Regions from separate parts of the Pan troglodytes genome. Here region 2 is linked to region 1. The links are chromatin contacts, called in public HiChIP or PLAC-seq maps. All regions are on one chromosome and are shown on one strand. The core of a region is the stretch at or near the end of the contact, and the rest is flanking DNA. Distances in the headings are between cores, read along the strand shown.

What was found. HiChIP or PLAC-seq counts read pairs in DNA pulled down with a chosen protein or histone mark.
Region 2: a contact with region 1 is called in an H3K4me3 HiChIP or PLAC-seq map of stem cell-derived excitatory neurons, with 2.7 times the contacts expected there. The contact joins the promoter of PTTG1IP here to the promoter of SUMO3 in region 1. A contact is called at or near these places in 1 of 7 Hi-C or Micro-C datasets (stem cell-derived neural progenitor cells) and 1 of 1 datasets of contacts at active chromatin or transcription factors (stem cell-derived excitatory neurons).

Annotation. Positions count from the first base shown.
Region 1 is chr22:45,458,725-45,466,641 of NHGRI_mPanTro3-v2.0_pri, forward strand. SUMO3 (small ubiquitin like modifier 3) reads right to left here and starts at 4,957. Exons shown (of 4, transcript XM_024352427.3): 1 at 4,648-4,957; 2 at 549-677. The coding sequence starts at 4,668.
Region 2 is chr22:45,515,683-45,523,599 of NHGRI_mPanTro3-v2.0_pri, forward strand. It overlaps PTTG1IP (PTTG1 interacting protein), which reads right to left and starts at 4,028. Exons shown (of 6, transcript NM_001280216.1): 1 at 3,706-4,028. The coding sequence starts at 3,820.

The DNA of each region.
Region 1 (7,917 bases), core at 3,707-6,206:
CCCAGCTGGGCACTGCCAGTGGGGCAGCTCATTATCCTGAAACTGGGGAAGAAGGGGAAAGAATCACGCGCTTTCTTGCCTTTCCTAACAAAATGGAAAACCACACCGCAGATGAGGGCAGTGTCTCTCCAGGGTCAGGCCAGCTCATACGCGAGGACAGGGTGACAGCGGCATGGGGCACACGCCACCTGCAGCCCCAGAATGGCCAGACCTGAGCAGGGCCCCCAAGAGCCTTCAGCATCACAGACTTCACAGATGTTAGTACCCCATGGAGAACACAGCACCCCGGGCAGCCGCCCTGTCAGGAAGAAAAACCCACCACACTTCTCCGAGCCTCTAGGTCCCTCCACCTTATAAAAGGCCATGGGGGGCAAGCCCAGCCTGGACTAATTTTACAGCACAAGCCCCCGCCTGCCCATCCACGAAGAGGGCACCTCGGGCAGCTGCATCTGGGTCCAGCCCCGAGACACTCATGCTCTGGGGATGCCTGGAACGCACAGGACCAGGGCGCACACGGGGAGGCCCTGCGGGGAAGCAAGGTGCCGCACCTGCCTCTCGCAGTAGGCCTTCATCAGCTTGCTCAGCGGCGTGTGCCTCTTGATCTTGAACTGCACCACGGAGCCGTCCTGCCCGGCCACCTTCAGGTTGATGTGATCATTCTCTGTCTTCACACCCTCCTGCAGAAGACACCAGAGACTGGCCTCAAAACTGTGTCTCAAAATAACCGCGACTTGAAAGAGCAAGTCTTTAGGTAATTGTTGGCTTTTTAAAGTCATCAAAACCAACCTAATTCTTAAAATTCTCCAGCAATTCAGAGTCACTCGTGATGGTTTTATTTTTACACAGAATTTATTTTTAACTTCCACTTGTTAAGCATCCATGTGTAAAACAATGCAAGTCTAGGGTCCTCTGACATTGTTAATTCAAAGAAAAAAACAAAGTCTAGGGAAAAATAAGAGAAAATCCATCTTTATTTTAAAGTTATTCTTGTGGGCTGGGCACAGTGGCTCACACCTGTTATCCCAGTACTTTGGGAGTTGACATGGGAGGATGGCTTAAGCCCAGGAGTTTGAGACCAGCCTGGGCAACAGAGCAAGACCCCATCTCTTTTTTAAAAAATTCTTATGAAACCAGTAAAAACACATATCCAAAAGTCATGCAGCTATACAGCACTAGTAAAAGAAACCAAAAACAGAAGAAAACATTTGTGACTCAGAGGAACCCTATGGGACATTCAAGTGGTGATTTCGAGAATCCAACTGAGGACGGCCACTCCCCACAGCAGGCAGCCAGGCTCCTTCTCGCTGCCCTGACATTGGCAAATGTGAGGGAAGCCACCTCCGAGTACTTTCTGGTTTCAAACTGTCCTATCTGAGCGGCAGTAGGTGGTACTATTTTATTTTTTAATTCATGCCATACTTGAAGCTACTCAACAATGGCACAATCGGGGTGTCTTGTTGCCTGAAAATGCATTTTGAGTTGAGGCAAAAAGCTGACGTCAAGAGACTGGGAGCCAACTTCGGGGCAGCTCACTCTGAGCCGAAAAGTGGGGCACCCCTCTGCCGGCCTGCACTGCTGGGATAAAGTCGTTTGTGAGTGAAGCAATGAGGCAGGGCCCTCCAGCTCACTCTGAAAGTCAAGTCTGGGGCGTCCTGGTACCCTTTCACCCCATGCTGAGCTGCTGCCCTCAGGGAGCACTGTACATCACACGCCTGTTCTCTCCACTTCTCCTTTCCTTCCCTGGCTGGGAGAGGGACAACTGTCCCAGCGTTGCCTAAATACAGGGAGTGGGATGTAGAAGGCTCGCCTGAGGGTGAACCCAGGGACTGCACCCATGCTTGGTTCCCTGGGGTATGCACCCTGGGGAGACTCTGGGGAGGTATGGTGCTCTGTCAAGGGAGCTAGAGTGGCCTGCAAGGGGCCTTGGCAGTGAGGGGCTCCAGCTGCGAGCCTGAAGGTGCGTGTCCTGGGGCGGCACTCACCCCCTGACTCCAGTCTTGGGCCAGACACCCCTGCCCACTCCCGGGATGCCAGTGGCTTGGCGGCAGCCTGAGTGGTGAGCTGGCACACCCCCATCTCCCCATCCCGAATGTGGCCTCCAGCACAGGGACAACTGGCCTAGGAAGGAAGAGCATGCAAACAGCTCCAGGCAGGATGGAAGTGGGGACCCCTGCATGAGCCCCCTTCACTTCCCCAAGCATGAGGATGCACTGGCTTCTTTAGGGAAGGAAGGTATGAGTGTGTTCAAAGGCACAGATGCAGGGCCCAGACGTCCCCCACAGGGTAATGGCTGCAGCCCCGGGGGGAATGGCTGCAGCCCCGGGAGAGGCTGGGGCAGGGCAGGGCCGGCCACAGTGCCTCTGCTCCAAACAGATGGACACCAGGAATGACGATCTGTCCCAGACCCCTGGTGAATTCCTAATAAGCAAGTGAACTCGTGAGTTAAAAAGTGAAGCCCTAAAAACATGGGCCTCAGTTTGCTACAGTCAATCCTCCACCTCAGCTATCCAGGGAAGTCAGAACCATTCTCCTGCCTGACCTAAAAGCTCTTCTTTCCAGCACCACCGGGCCCCAGAGTCCACTTCTTCCCCTTCGTCAGAGCCCCAGAGGGCAGAGCTGCTCCCACATGGGCTCAGAGGGGACCCACCAGAAGCGGGGCCTGTGAGGTGGCAGCCACTCAGTCATTCTGGAATTAAACAAGTGTTTTCAACGGAATTGGAGCCTGAGATTGACCACATGGCAGAGCTAAGTGTAAATACTGCTGAGAAAATTAATATCATATGTATTTTATTACACTTACTCTTCATTAAGAGGAAGCCACCTACAAAAGCATAAAGGACATTTATATTTGGCCTAGTTTTAACAAGTATTTAAATAGTCAAACAACCCCAGAGTGGGAGAACTTTGACTTCACTGGAGTCAAAATGTAAAAAGCAAAGGTCACCCCAAATGCCATCTGGATAGGGCAGGTTTCCCTGGAGTCTGACCACAGCAAGCAGAGTGCAGACTTCCATAGAGGCCGCGACCATGGTTCCTGACGGTTCCATCCCACTTCCCGCCAGTGTCTGGCACTGAGCCTCCACTCTCATCTGTAAAGGGAGGGTGGTCACCTCCAGGACCAGGCCAGTATCAGAGACAGCCTCTTTACAGAGCCTTCAGCTCTAGTCATCTTCCACTGGGGTGTAACATAGAGGCCGACAGTGCACACTAAGGGCTTCGGAAAGGTTCTCTTTTTATGAACACTGGAGAACGCGACTACAGACCCTCCCTAGAAGGAATGGCCAGTGCACCTGAATGCAGGGTGCATACCCCAGGACTGAGACTGGAGGGAGGCACACCCCAGCGTGGCAATGGGGGAGACTAAAGCCCACCCAAGGCTGGATAAGGAGGGGTGGGCGCGCATGGTGGGGGAGGCGCAATTCAGAGAAGTGGGCGCACACCGTGGGGCGTGATAGGGAGGGGTGGGCACACACTATAGGGGGCGTGATGGGGAGGGGTGGGCGCACATCGTGGAGGGGGTGATGGGGAGGGGTGGGCGCACACTGGGGGTGTGATGGAAAGGGGGACGCGATGGATAGGGGTGGGCGCACACTGGGGGACGCGACGGGGAGGGGTGAGCACACACTGGGGGTGTGATGGAGAGAGCGACGCAATAGGGAGGGGGGGGCGCACACCAGGGACGCGATGATGGGGACGGGTGGGCGCACACCAGGTGGCATGATGGGGAGGAGTGAGCACACACCATGGGGGGCGTGATGGGGAGGCGTGGGCGCACACCGGGGGGCGCGATGGGGAGGGGTGGGCGCACACCGGGGGACGCGATGGAGGCGGTGGGTGCACACGGGGCGCGATGGGTGGGAGTGGGTGCACACTGAGGGCACGATTGGGGAGACACGAAGGAGAGGGTTGGGCGCACACTGGGGGACGCGATGGCCGGGACGCGATGCGGAGAAGTGGGTGAATACCGGGGTCGCGATGGGCGCCCTGGAAGGACGGCAGTGCTCCTCACAGGGGCCAGACCCCTCAGAGCGCGCCCCTCGGGGGTAACCACAGACGCTTGTTCCTGAGCCGACTCCGTGCACTCGACACAGGACCCCGCACCCAGGGCGATGCCGGGGGAGAGGGCGACCCCAACCAGCAATGACTCAGGAGAGGAGCACGCAAAGACGCTTCGGGGACACTGCTGGGGCGGGATCCGAGGGCGCCGCGCTCTGCAGGAGCAGCAGCGCGGGGCCGGACACCCGGCGCTCAAGGAGGCGCGGCCAGGCCCCGAGGGGGCGGAGCTCGCGGCACAGCGCGCTTCGCTGGGGGAGAGGGGGCGCACCTTGGGCGGGCCCACTTAGGGGCGGGGCTCTAGAGGGCGGGAAGGGGCGGAGCCTGTCAGGGGCGGGACGCGGGGCGGAGTCGGGGTGGGGGCGGAGCCGGGCTGGGGGCGGGGCGCGCCGCCGAGCGCCGCCGGGCGGGGGAGGGGAGCGGCGCGGCCGGACGGGAGCGGGGGAGGGGCGGGGGCGCGGGCGGCGCCGCAGGCCTGGGCGCGGGTCCCCGTGGGCGCCGCCGTCTCCTAGGGCCGCAGGAGCGGCGCGCGGCGGCGGAGGTGCCCGGGACGCCAGCGATAGACGCGCGTGCAGGCGGGGTCGCCGCGCTTACCTTGGGCTTCTCCTCGGACATGGCTGCGCGAGCGGCGCGGGCAGGCGGCGCGGGGGAAGCAGCGCGGAGCGGGCGAGTCACGCTCTCGGCCCCGCCGCTCTCCCGCCGCAACTGTGCGCGGGGCCGCGCTTTATCCCCCAAATCCCGGCGCACCCGTTGGCCGGCACGGGGTCACGTGGCTGTGCGCGTGCACGATGCGCGCTCCCCGGGGCGTCGGGCGCGCGCAGGCCGGGCCGCGGCTCTGGGCGGTTGGAGATGCGTCACGGGGCGGGTCCCGCGCGACCCCGGCGGGCGCGGACGCCCTAGGGCGCTGTGGGGCGCGGGCCAGGAGCGTTTACGGGGAGCCCGGGCCCTGGGGACCCCTGCCCGCCTCCCCGCGTCGCCCGGGCCCCGACTCCTTTCCTGGGGCCGCGTTCCTGGGGCGCCGGGAAGTGAGGCCGGGACCGCCGCCCATGGCCGCAGGGACCTGGGGCGGAGGAGGGAGGACGCTGGGGGTGACGTTCCCTCTCAGGAGCCGCGGACAGAGCGGAGAAGGCGGCCCGCGGGGTCCCGTCCGCGGGGGCCGCGCGAATCGGGCCAGCACCCTAGACGATTGGGGGCGCCACCCGCCTCCTCGCAGCCGCGGTTTCCTGTCGGCCCCAGGCCGGGCTCCTTTGGCCAGCGCTCCTACGGGGCTGCCCCGGGCCCTCCACACCCGTCCTCAAGAAGACCCGTTTTACCTGTGAAGAAACTGAGGCACTGGGAGGTCAAACCACCCCCAGGTCAGCGCTGGTGAGCGGCGCCGAGCTTGGCCAGGCCGCCACATCGGCGAGCGCGGGCAAACCCAGGCTGGACGCCGCCAGTGCCGGCGGAACGGGGACCGCGTGGACGCGGGAAACGCGCTGGGCCGTCAGGACGGCCTCCCCGGACTTGCGGGCGCCATTCCTGGGGTGCCTGGCCCGCCCCGGCCTCCATGTCTGTGATCCCAGGGCCTCGGATGGAACGGACCTGAGGGCGGACACCCCTGCGTCCCTCAGGAGTGCCAGGGTGGTGCCAGCCGGGGCGTGGCGGAGGTCTCATCTGATGGTGAGCCCGGCCGAAGGCGGGGGAGGCCGCACTTCACAGGCTCAGCTGGGAAATGGCAGGGCCTGGATTTGAACCTAAGCGTCTGAGCCGTTTCTGTCCTGCCTGGGAAAGGCTCAGCCAACTGAGCAACGTCGCAAAGCCATGGAGACAAGTCTTCATGGACCTTAACTTCACAAACCGTCCTCTACTCAAAAATTCACTTTCTTGGCTAGAGCCCCCACTTAGGAGGGGAAAGCTGCTGAAGTCTTTCGGGGAGAGGGTCTGAGAGTCAGCCCCAGTCCCAGGCAGGTCATAAGGTGTGGTCCCTTCCTTCTGGAACGTGGAGCCCAGGGCCTCAGCAGAGGATGTGGAGGTGGGTGGCCAGCTCAGACTCCTGGGAGGGGGCTCCGCAACCAGCCCCTTCCGAGGGGACGTGGCGCCTCAGAGCCCACAGATGGCTGGCCCTGGAAGTGCCCTAGGGCAGGCAGGGTTCAGAGAGTTATCGACTCCAAGACACCGTTAATCATAAAACAACACGACCGTAGGTAGCACAGACACACTAAACTCCGGCAGGCTGTGGATGACGGCAGCCCGCTTCAGTGTTGTGGAAGTGAGAAACACGCAGCTTAGAAATCATGAGACACAGAACCCAAATGTGTTACCGCTCGAAATTAAGCCAGTTGCTGTGTCACGAAGTGATGCGTGACTACAGTCATGGATAAGGGAAAAAGAGGCTCAGATGACATTAGGTTTTAAAAAGCCAGGCTATAAGACAATGGTGGTCTGAATTCAATTCATGCTGTGTCTGTCTCCCACACTGTGACCTGCCCCGAATCCTTCATGTGACAGCAAAGATGCAAAAAGGCTCTGTCGCAGCTGTGGGGACACAGAGGACACCGCTGGTGGACCGAACGCCAAGAGGTTTCTGAAGGACACAGCCAAAGGGGATCGAATGGACGGAGGAACCAGAGCTCAGGAGAAACCGTGGCCTACCACGAGCACAGGGTAAAGAACCCAAATGGCCAGAGCCCCTCCGGAGGGTCGCCACACCTGGCGATGGTCCCAACAAGAAGACTCATGAGAAGGCAGGGAACTGGCAAATGAGTAACAGCATTGCTGACATGAAAGCTCGACCCACATGTGACTAGGAGAGGGGTCCTGGCTGAGGACGCAAAGAACTGCGAGACAAAGTCACAGGACTCTCCCATGATGGAGAAGTTAAGAGAGGAAAGGTCAGGGCTGGGCTGGGTGGCTCATGCCTGTAATCCCAGCACTTTGGGATGCTGAGGCTGGTGGATTACAAGGTCAGGAGTTCGAGACCAGCCTGGTCAACATGGGGAAACCCCGTCTCCACAAAAAAATTAGCCGGGCCTGGTGGTGCATGCCTGTAATCCCAGCTGCTTGGGAGGCTGAGGCAGGAGAATCGCTTAAACCCAGGAGGCAGAGGTTGCAGTGAGCTAAGATCGTGCCATTGCACTCCAGCCTGGGCAACAGGGTGAGACTCCATTTCAAAAAAAAAGAAAAGAGAGAGGGAAGGTTGGAAGGCCGAGACACCGGGCATCAGTACAGGAAGGGCTACGTCCACCTGACAGGAGCTGCAGGAGAAGGTGGAGAAAAGGAAACCAGGACAAAATCAAAGACAGAATTGGAGAACATATCTCTGAGGCCAGGCACGGTGGCTCACGCTTGTAATCCCAGCACTTTGGGAGGCTGAGGCAGGCGGATCACCTGAGGTCAGGAGTTTGAGACCAGCCTGAGCAACATGGTGAAACCCCATCTCTACTAAAAATACAAAAATTAGCTGGGTGTGGTTGTGCGTGCCTGTAATTCCGGCTCCTTGGAAGCCTGAGGCTGGAGAATCAGCTTGAACTGAGGAGGCAGAAGCTGCAGTGAGCCAAGGTCGCACCACTGCACTCCAGCCTGGGCAACAGGGCAAGATCCTATCTCAAAGAAAAAGTAAAAATAAGAAATTTCTCTGAACTAAAGAAATATTTGACTCCATAAATGGAAAGGGCCCCTGAGTATCCAATGGCTGAGTGAGAAGACTGACACAGATGCTTGGCATGTGAGGAGAAATCCCTGAGGCGTTCAGAGACGTTTCTACTTACAGTTAGGGAGGACTGGTTGCCTCAGACAAACCCAACAAAAATAGCCCAAAAATCAGTATAAAATATTTTTTAAATCTGTTTAAGGCTATCAGATAGCTACCAAAAGAAGTCTTTCTGT
Region 2 (7,917 bases), core at 2,778-5,277, 56 kb after region 1:
TCTGCGCCTCTGAGGTCTTTCTAAATACAATCTGGGCAAGGAGACAGGGTATGCCCAACACACCCACTCGAGTCCTTCCTGAAAAGTCATCCATGAGGAAGGGTGCGTGTGCTTCCTCTCCTCAGCCCAACAGTGGCTACAAGTGACAGGGGATTTTCATTTTTAAAGCTTCTTTCTGATAACCAGGTCTTGTGTGAACTAAAAGAACTGAGCTCCAAAACACACAGCGTCAACTCCATCTACCCTCAGACGTCTGCATTACCGGTCAGTCTGAGTCAGCGCAGAGGCACGACAGGAAGAGGGAGAGAAAAACCGCCCAACATTCCTCCTGCTCCCAGCAGGCCAAGAACAGAGCGGGCTTTCAGTAAGGGGGAAAACACCAATGTTTACAGTCCTCCTGAAAATAACGTCAAAGATGAAAAAAGGTCATTCTATTCTATCCTTTGAAAACACATCATCTTGCATAGTAAGAAAAGAAAGGCCAGGTGCAGTGGCTCACGCCTGTAATCCCAAAACTTTGGGAGGCCGAGGTGGGCAGATCACCTGAGGTCAGGAGTTCCAGACCGGCCTGGCCAACACGGAGAAACCCCATTTCTACTAAAAATACGAAAATTAGCCGGGTGTGATAGCACACGCCTGTAATCCCTGAGGCAGGAGAATCACTTGAACCTGGGAGGCGGAGGTTGCAGTGACCTGACATCACGCCACTGCACTCCAGCCTGGGCAACAGGGCAAGACTCCATCTCAAAAAAAAAAAAAAAAAAAAAAAAAAAAGGCATGAATCATTTGTTACTGCTTCAAAGACAAGCAGTGTTTATTTCTCTAAGAGATCACTATCTCTTATCTCATCACAAGATACAGAAAAACCATGTGCTAGAAAACCAGAGATAAAAACTGCCCTTGTGTTGCTTAAGTCTAACACTGAATGTGACTGCCCTGACTTCTGGGTCCTATGACTGCAAGGCTTCAACTTAGACTCCATTTATCAATTTTTAAAGACCTTTCAGTCTCATTTGTTTCCGAAATTAAAGGAAAAAACAACAACAACAAATAACGTTTTCTTCTGTCAGGATACACCAACCCTCCATGACCCATTTGAGTGCTTTCCTGAAGTTTCAGGTGAGTCAATAAACACACTAAGCACAAAGGAACACACCAGCAAGTGTACGTATTTCCTTGTCATGCTCCTGTCACACCGCAGGCCACAGGCTGCAGTCTCCATGCTCATCAGCAGAACGAGCAGCCAAAGGGGCATGGTGCCCACTCTGCACTGTGACAGAGGCATGGAGAACAACTACATTGTCAATTCCAGGTGAGAAAAGAGGGCAGATATGGAGACAAAAAAATGTTCTTGGAAACTCCACTATTTCAAAAGAAAGAGTTGAAGACTAGGAGTATATATCAACACTGTGAACCCTATGTACACTGTAGCACTCTGTACAGTTAGAAAGCCACGCTTCTCAGGGTGACAGGGGCAGAACTCCACATCAGAAGTCCCCACTGTAAGGAGCAGCTGAGTGGGACCCACCACCTCGGGGACCTGCACTGGCCACCACTGCGCCAGCCCTCACACAGCAGTCTGAGCTCCTTTTTGGGGTCATATTTCCTCCAGATGAAGCTCTTGGATTGAGTCTGACCCCATACACAAATAAAGTGGGGTCCAAAAGCCCTATCCAGGTTTAACTTCAAGAATCTTGCTCTAAAGATCTTCAATACACCATGGGTTCTTAATGTCTCTCCTCCATCAAAACACATAAAAAGATGCTTAAAAGTGTTGGATTTGGATTGGTATAATGTATTCTTTAAATTCACACAGTGTCCTTGTAAAGGAGACAAAACGTTTTAAACATCAGTACTGCGGTCACATTCCTGTAACCATGACAAGCAGTAAAAATCTCACACCAAGCAAGTACTCTGTGGGAAGAGGGGAGTTCTCCAGGCTATAAATAGCCCCTCTCTCCAAGGACAAGGGGCACGCAGACACCAAAGGCGCCTGGGCAGTGAATGCCAACATGACACGGCACCATTCTTCCTATTCCAAGCGGTCCCCAGTGAGAGAAACAACAGTCCACCCACCAGGACTTGGTGATTACCATAAGTGGAAGCAAGCAAGTGCAGCCTCCAAGCGCAGACACACCGAATGGCTTTTCCGGATTAATTCCCACACTGTCCACTCCACTTGTCCACACCCATCTCTGCACCCTTCAGCAGTGCAGAGCAGGAGGAACCACAGTCAAACAAAACCTCATGGTTGTTTTCCTGACACTCCCGCTTTCACAATGCAAGCAAACACACCCCCGAGCCACTGATACAGTTTTCAGTGAATCACACACTCTGCCTGCAGACGCCCATTCTGTTTGTGGAAACGTATTCACTGCACATTTGCGCTTAGAACTCAATCTGGGCCAAAAGTTCCCAGTACAGTACCACTGGCCTCCTTGACTAACAAACTTCAAGGCAGCTGCATTGCTAACGTCACAAACCCTAAGTACACTTGGAGGCAGGTAAGAAGAAACACAAATAATCCTGCATCGGAATAAACATTCCATACGGTCACAAAAAGAAAAGGTGCTCTACTATATTAAGCAGACCCTGACAGAGCCTGGGCTAACAAGAGCTGAGAAAAGTATTAGCCCCTCAAGCTGGGCCCAGGTCAACCCTAATTGTAAGGGTCAGGAAACTGAAGTTAAGGTGGCACTATTCCCCACCACTAGTGGTCACCTGGAAACTCCACACACGGAAGCCAGCATGACATTCTGAAACAGGTCCAACCATGACACTCTCCAGCTTAGAACCTGCTGGATGTTCCCGCAGCCCACCAGGCCCTGCAGGCCCAGCCCCACAGGAAGCCACCCTCTATAAACACTCCCGGTTTCTGGAACTCTGAGTCTCCTGTCACGCACTTTCCTCCCCCAGCCCCCGCGCCCTCTCTGCTTCTTTCTTGGTCAGCCTCCCGGGGACTCAGCTCCTCTTGGATAGGAGCTCTGGCTGTCGGTCACCACTGTGGCCGCAGGGCCTGGCGCAGACGGGATAAACGATGAAGAATGCCACCTGCGCGTCTGGACAGCGTAGAACCGCAATCAGCTGGCTTCAAAATCAGATGCTACAGCCTGGTTTTGGGGACGCCTTCCTTTCTAAGGCATAAGATAAGTGCGAGCGTTCGCTGCTGTGCGTGGAACTGCGGCCGGGAGGGAGTGGCGGCGTGAACGCCGGCGGCTGTAGAGACACACCGGCCGCGGCCCCCATCACCCTGCAGGGGCCTGCGGCCGCCATCCCGGCCTGCCCCCGACCAGCTGTGCGACCTCGAACACGTCGTGAGCCGGCTTCCCGGCTCGGGATCGAACCCGAGGAGTGCTGTTTGGGGTCGCAGTGAGGCTAAGGGAGGCCGCAGGTGCCAAGCGTCCCGCCTGCCGGGCGAGGACCAACCCGCGGCCACGCGCGAGGAGCGGCCGCAGCGACTGGACAAAACAAAGACAAAGACAAAGACGGCTCTTCCCCTGCCCGCGCCCCAGCCGCGACGGCAGCTCCCGCGGCCGCCAAACGGGCGTGACCCTCGAGGAGCCTCCGTCGGGGCGCTGCCTGCGACCGTGGGCCCAGGCCGCCCGCCGAGCCCAGCGCCCTGGCCGAAACCCCGACCCCGACCCCGACCAGGACTCACCAGCCGCCCCGCCCCCTTCGCGGCCCCGCGCGCCCCGGCGCCCTCACCAGCTCCGGGAGGCTCCTGCGCGGCGGCCACCGGGATGAGCAGCAGGAGCAGCGCGGCGCCACCGAGGCGCAACCTCCAGTACGGCGTCGGCCCGCGGGCCACTCCGGGCGCCATGGTCGGCCGGTCGCTCTATCAGTCAGTGGAGCGTTACGACTCCGACTCTAGCACAAGCGGTCTCCGCCCGGAACAGCCGCGGCGCCGGAAGTGGACCTGCGAGGCGGGGCCATGCGAGTGCGCAGCCTCAAAAAGCAGCTCGCCCCGCTCCCTCGCCATCCGCCCCGCCCCCTCGCCAACGGGCTCGCCTCCCGGCGGGGCTGAGGTTCAGTGCGCCTGCGCGATAGAGGAAAGGAGCCTGGTAGCGAGGAGAGCGGCTGAGGCTCAGTGCGCCTGCGCGGCGCGGATGGGCGAGGCGAGGCGTGACCGAGGGGCGAGGCGTGACCGAGGGGCGAGGCGTGACCGAGGGGCGAGGCGTGACCGAGGGGCGAGGCGTGACCGAGGGGCGAGGCGTGACCGAGGGGCGAGGCGTGACCGAGGGGCGAGGCGTGACCGAGGGGCGAGGCGTGACCGAGGGGCGAGGCGTGACCGAGGGGCTCGCCGCGGCTCCTGCGCCTGCGCGGCGGGGAACGGCGACCGGCTGAGGAGACTAGGGGAGCGCGGTGCTTTCGGTAGCGGAGGTCACGGCGGCCTCCATCCTAAAGGGCTGCGGGCGTCCCGGACGGCGGCCCCAAGCGCTGCTCACGCTGCTCTTAAGTGAGCCCTGGACGAGGCGCGGTGGGCCCTCATAGTCCGCGCCGGCGCCCTCGCTCCACACCGCGGCGTCCGGCCCTGGGCTCCCGCCGATGTCCGCGTGGGACTTTTAGGGGATTTGTTTATTTTTGTACGTTAACCACACTAGAAACGGCCCCAGAATGGGCTGAAACGTGTGCTGCTGAAGCTGCCACCTAAACTCCCGAGAGAAGCGCCGTTTCTCCTCCCCGGCTTCTCGCCGACGCCCTCGCTGCGGCCTTCCGGGCCCCTCGGTTGATAAAAGGACTAAATAGTGACGGACATTTTTAAGGCTACTTAAGAAATGGCAAAAATACATTTAGAGGTGTGAACCCGAACACACTGCGCGCTTTAAGCCCCGCGAGAGCCGGGGCCGCCCGCTTCCGTGCGCCCGTAGTTCCTTTCTCGGGGCCGGGATTCGCCGGTGCCGGGGACAGAAACCTCCTGCCTTCTTAGTTCATGACCCTTGTAGATGAACTTCCCGTTTTCTGCACTGCTGAGACCAGAAGACGGGAAACCGTGACTGCCGCACCCTTCCCTGAAGCAGGCACTGCCCGTCGTCCATCAAACGCTAGGACTGCGCCCACCTCGTAGGAAGGACGCCGCGGTCCTGCTAAAAGCCTCCGCCTCTGCCTGCCCGAGGGCACCCTTCCCCTCCCCGCTTCCGAGGGCGGACTCCATTCCTCTGGAGCTGGTGTTTCCGGGTGGGCCAGCCTCCAACTGCCTTTGAATAACACCCCCTTACATTAGATTCTGACCCTGTGGTGATTTTAGGTTGGGATTTGGGCGCCTGCAGATGGCCCCGAAGCCAGCCTCTTGTGATCCGAGCCACTTCTCTGGCACTCGGAGCGCTGGCACCCGCGGAGCGGCCTTGGTTCACCCGACCGCCTGGGAACCTGGCCGGGGTCTCTGGCAGCCTCCCAGGGCTGAGGTTCAGACTCTGTTCCGCCTACCCAGGTCCACACCTGATAGCGCTGGAGTTGAGGCTTGGTTTTAAGGCAAGAGTTCCGTTTGTTATTTCTCCAAAGAGTCAGCTGTTTGCAGGTGTGTGGTTACACTATCCTTCGAGGTTAAGGTTTTGTTCGTCTTACTTGCTAAAGTTTGCAACCTTTTTTCTCCTTCAAATTTGGAGAAGGGGAAAGCAGTTTCTCTTTGAAAAGAAGCGAATCGTGGCTTAAGCAAAATTTGTAATCCTTAAAACTGGCCAGGCTCTGGAGCTGAGTTCAACTGACATGTCTAAACTTTCTTCTTGAGTAACCAGATTTTCCCTTACAGTCTTTTGAAACTTAAGAGAACTCATAGGCAATCGTCCATCCAAAACAAGTCTTTCTCCTTCAGGAAGGACCCATCTTTGGAAAACTCCAGCTGGTTTCCTGTGCAGTGCTTATGGCGCCACCTCTCGTCATATTTAGAAAAATGGTCTCACATAACTTGAGAAAAAACATTTCAGTGACCAAAGCCGGGTACCATTGGAACACCAAGCTAATTTACTTGTTTGCTCAATTGGAAAACGCTGGCTCTAGGATAAAACAGAATCTTTGGGAGAGTTATTTTTTATGGTATTTGGAAGCATCCAAAAGAAGTTCTAATAAAGGTATTTATGAGAGAAAAACAAAAATTATCTAAAATAATTTCTGAATTTAAAAAAGACTACTGAAATTTGTCCCCCTCCTCCCTCAGCTCCTTCTCTTTATCCTTTGTTGTCTGAATTACCTCGCCCACACCCACCTTTCTTCCTCCTCCTTCTCCTGTTTTGGGGCCATTTCTCAAACAGCCAGTGTCTCTCATAGGGGACAACTATGTGCCCTAGTTCATGAGTTATGGTCAAAGGTAGAACTTAAAAGTATAATCAAGGAATTTCCTGATGCTCACCAGGACCCCACTGGTTTTTCCAGAGAATTTAAATACCCAAGTGTGTGACCCTGCCTCTACTTTGGGAAAAATAATTTTTTTTTTTTTGAGACGGAGTCTCGCTCTGTTGCGCAGACTGGAGTGCAATGGCTCAATCTTGGCTCACTGCAACCTCCGCCTCCCAGGTTCAAGCGACTCCTCTGCCTCAGCCTCCCGAGCAGCTGAGACCACAGGCACGCACCACCACGCCCGGCTAATTTTTGTATTTTTAGTAGAGATGGGGTTTCACCATATTGGCCAGGCTGGTCTTGAACTCCTGACCTTGTGATCCACCTGCCTCAGCCTCCCAAAGTGCTGGGATTACAGGCGTGAGCCACCACACCTGGCCATAAAAATTATTTAAAATAGTTAACACAAGTTCCCATTGCTGACATAAGCTTTTGCTGATAGAGCAGCCATGTTTTCTGTAATAAATCCCGTCTTGTTACAAGGTTCCATTCCTTGGAGTCAAAAAAAGGTTCAAAGGGTAGGTGTCACTAATACGCCTGTAACGGCATGTAAATCTCAGCCTATAGCTTTTCAACTAGGTCCTTTACAAGGGACTCACATTTTCCTTCTGGTTCTATCAGCTGCCGGCCATCTTATAAAAGGAGACTTCTTAGAATTATAATACCCACGTTTCTTTCTCCCAAAGGGGGAAGACGTATTTAGAATTAGATGAGAAAGCTGAGTTACTAGACATAAAAAAAGTTTCAAAATCTAACCCAATTGCGATCCCTAATTGCCCTAGAAGACACTGAATTATTGAATAATGAAGAATTACAAAACCTACTAAAGGCAGTACTTGATCAAATATGGTCAGAGTCTTCCACTGATACTGGAAGAATCCTCTTGGCTACCCCGATCAAAGTCCTTTAGTGTAGTGGACTTATTAGCACATCCTTCAGTAGTTCTGTGGGTGAAAGTGTTGATTTCTCTTTACCTTTACTTGGGAAGGCAGACAATACACACAGCCAGCCATGCTCAGGGCTACACTGAGAGCCCAACTGATGCAAAGACAGTTCTCTTACATACTGACTTGTTCTTTTTTTTTTTTTTTTTTTAAGGAGTTTCGCTCTTGTTGTCCAGGCTGGAGTGCAATGGCGCTATCTTGGCTCACTGCAACCTCTGCCTCCTGGGTTCAAGCAATTCTCCCACCTCAGTCTCCCGAGTAGCTGAGATTACAGGCATGCGCCACCATGCCTGGCTAATTTCGTATTTTTAGTAGAGATGGAGTTTCTCCATGTTGGTCAGGCTGGTCTCGAACTCTGAACCCCAGGTGATCCGCCCACCGCAACCTCCCAGAATGTTGGAATTACAGGCACGAGGCACTGGGCCCAGTCTTTTGACTTGTTCTTAAAAAACTTTTTTTATTACAATACATGGGCAGTTTACTCCTTTGCTCAGAAGATAAACAAGCTTTTATAGAAGATGGGATACATTCATTACAACAGCCCTAAGGGGACATAAAATTCCTAAAGAAAAACCTCAATTTTATAAAAAACAAAGTACTTGGGCCACTTAATATCTAAAGAAAGACTTTCTACTAATCTAGA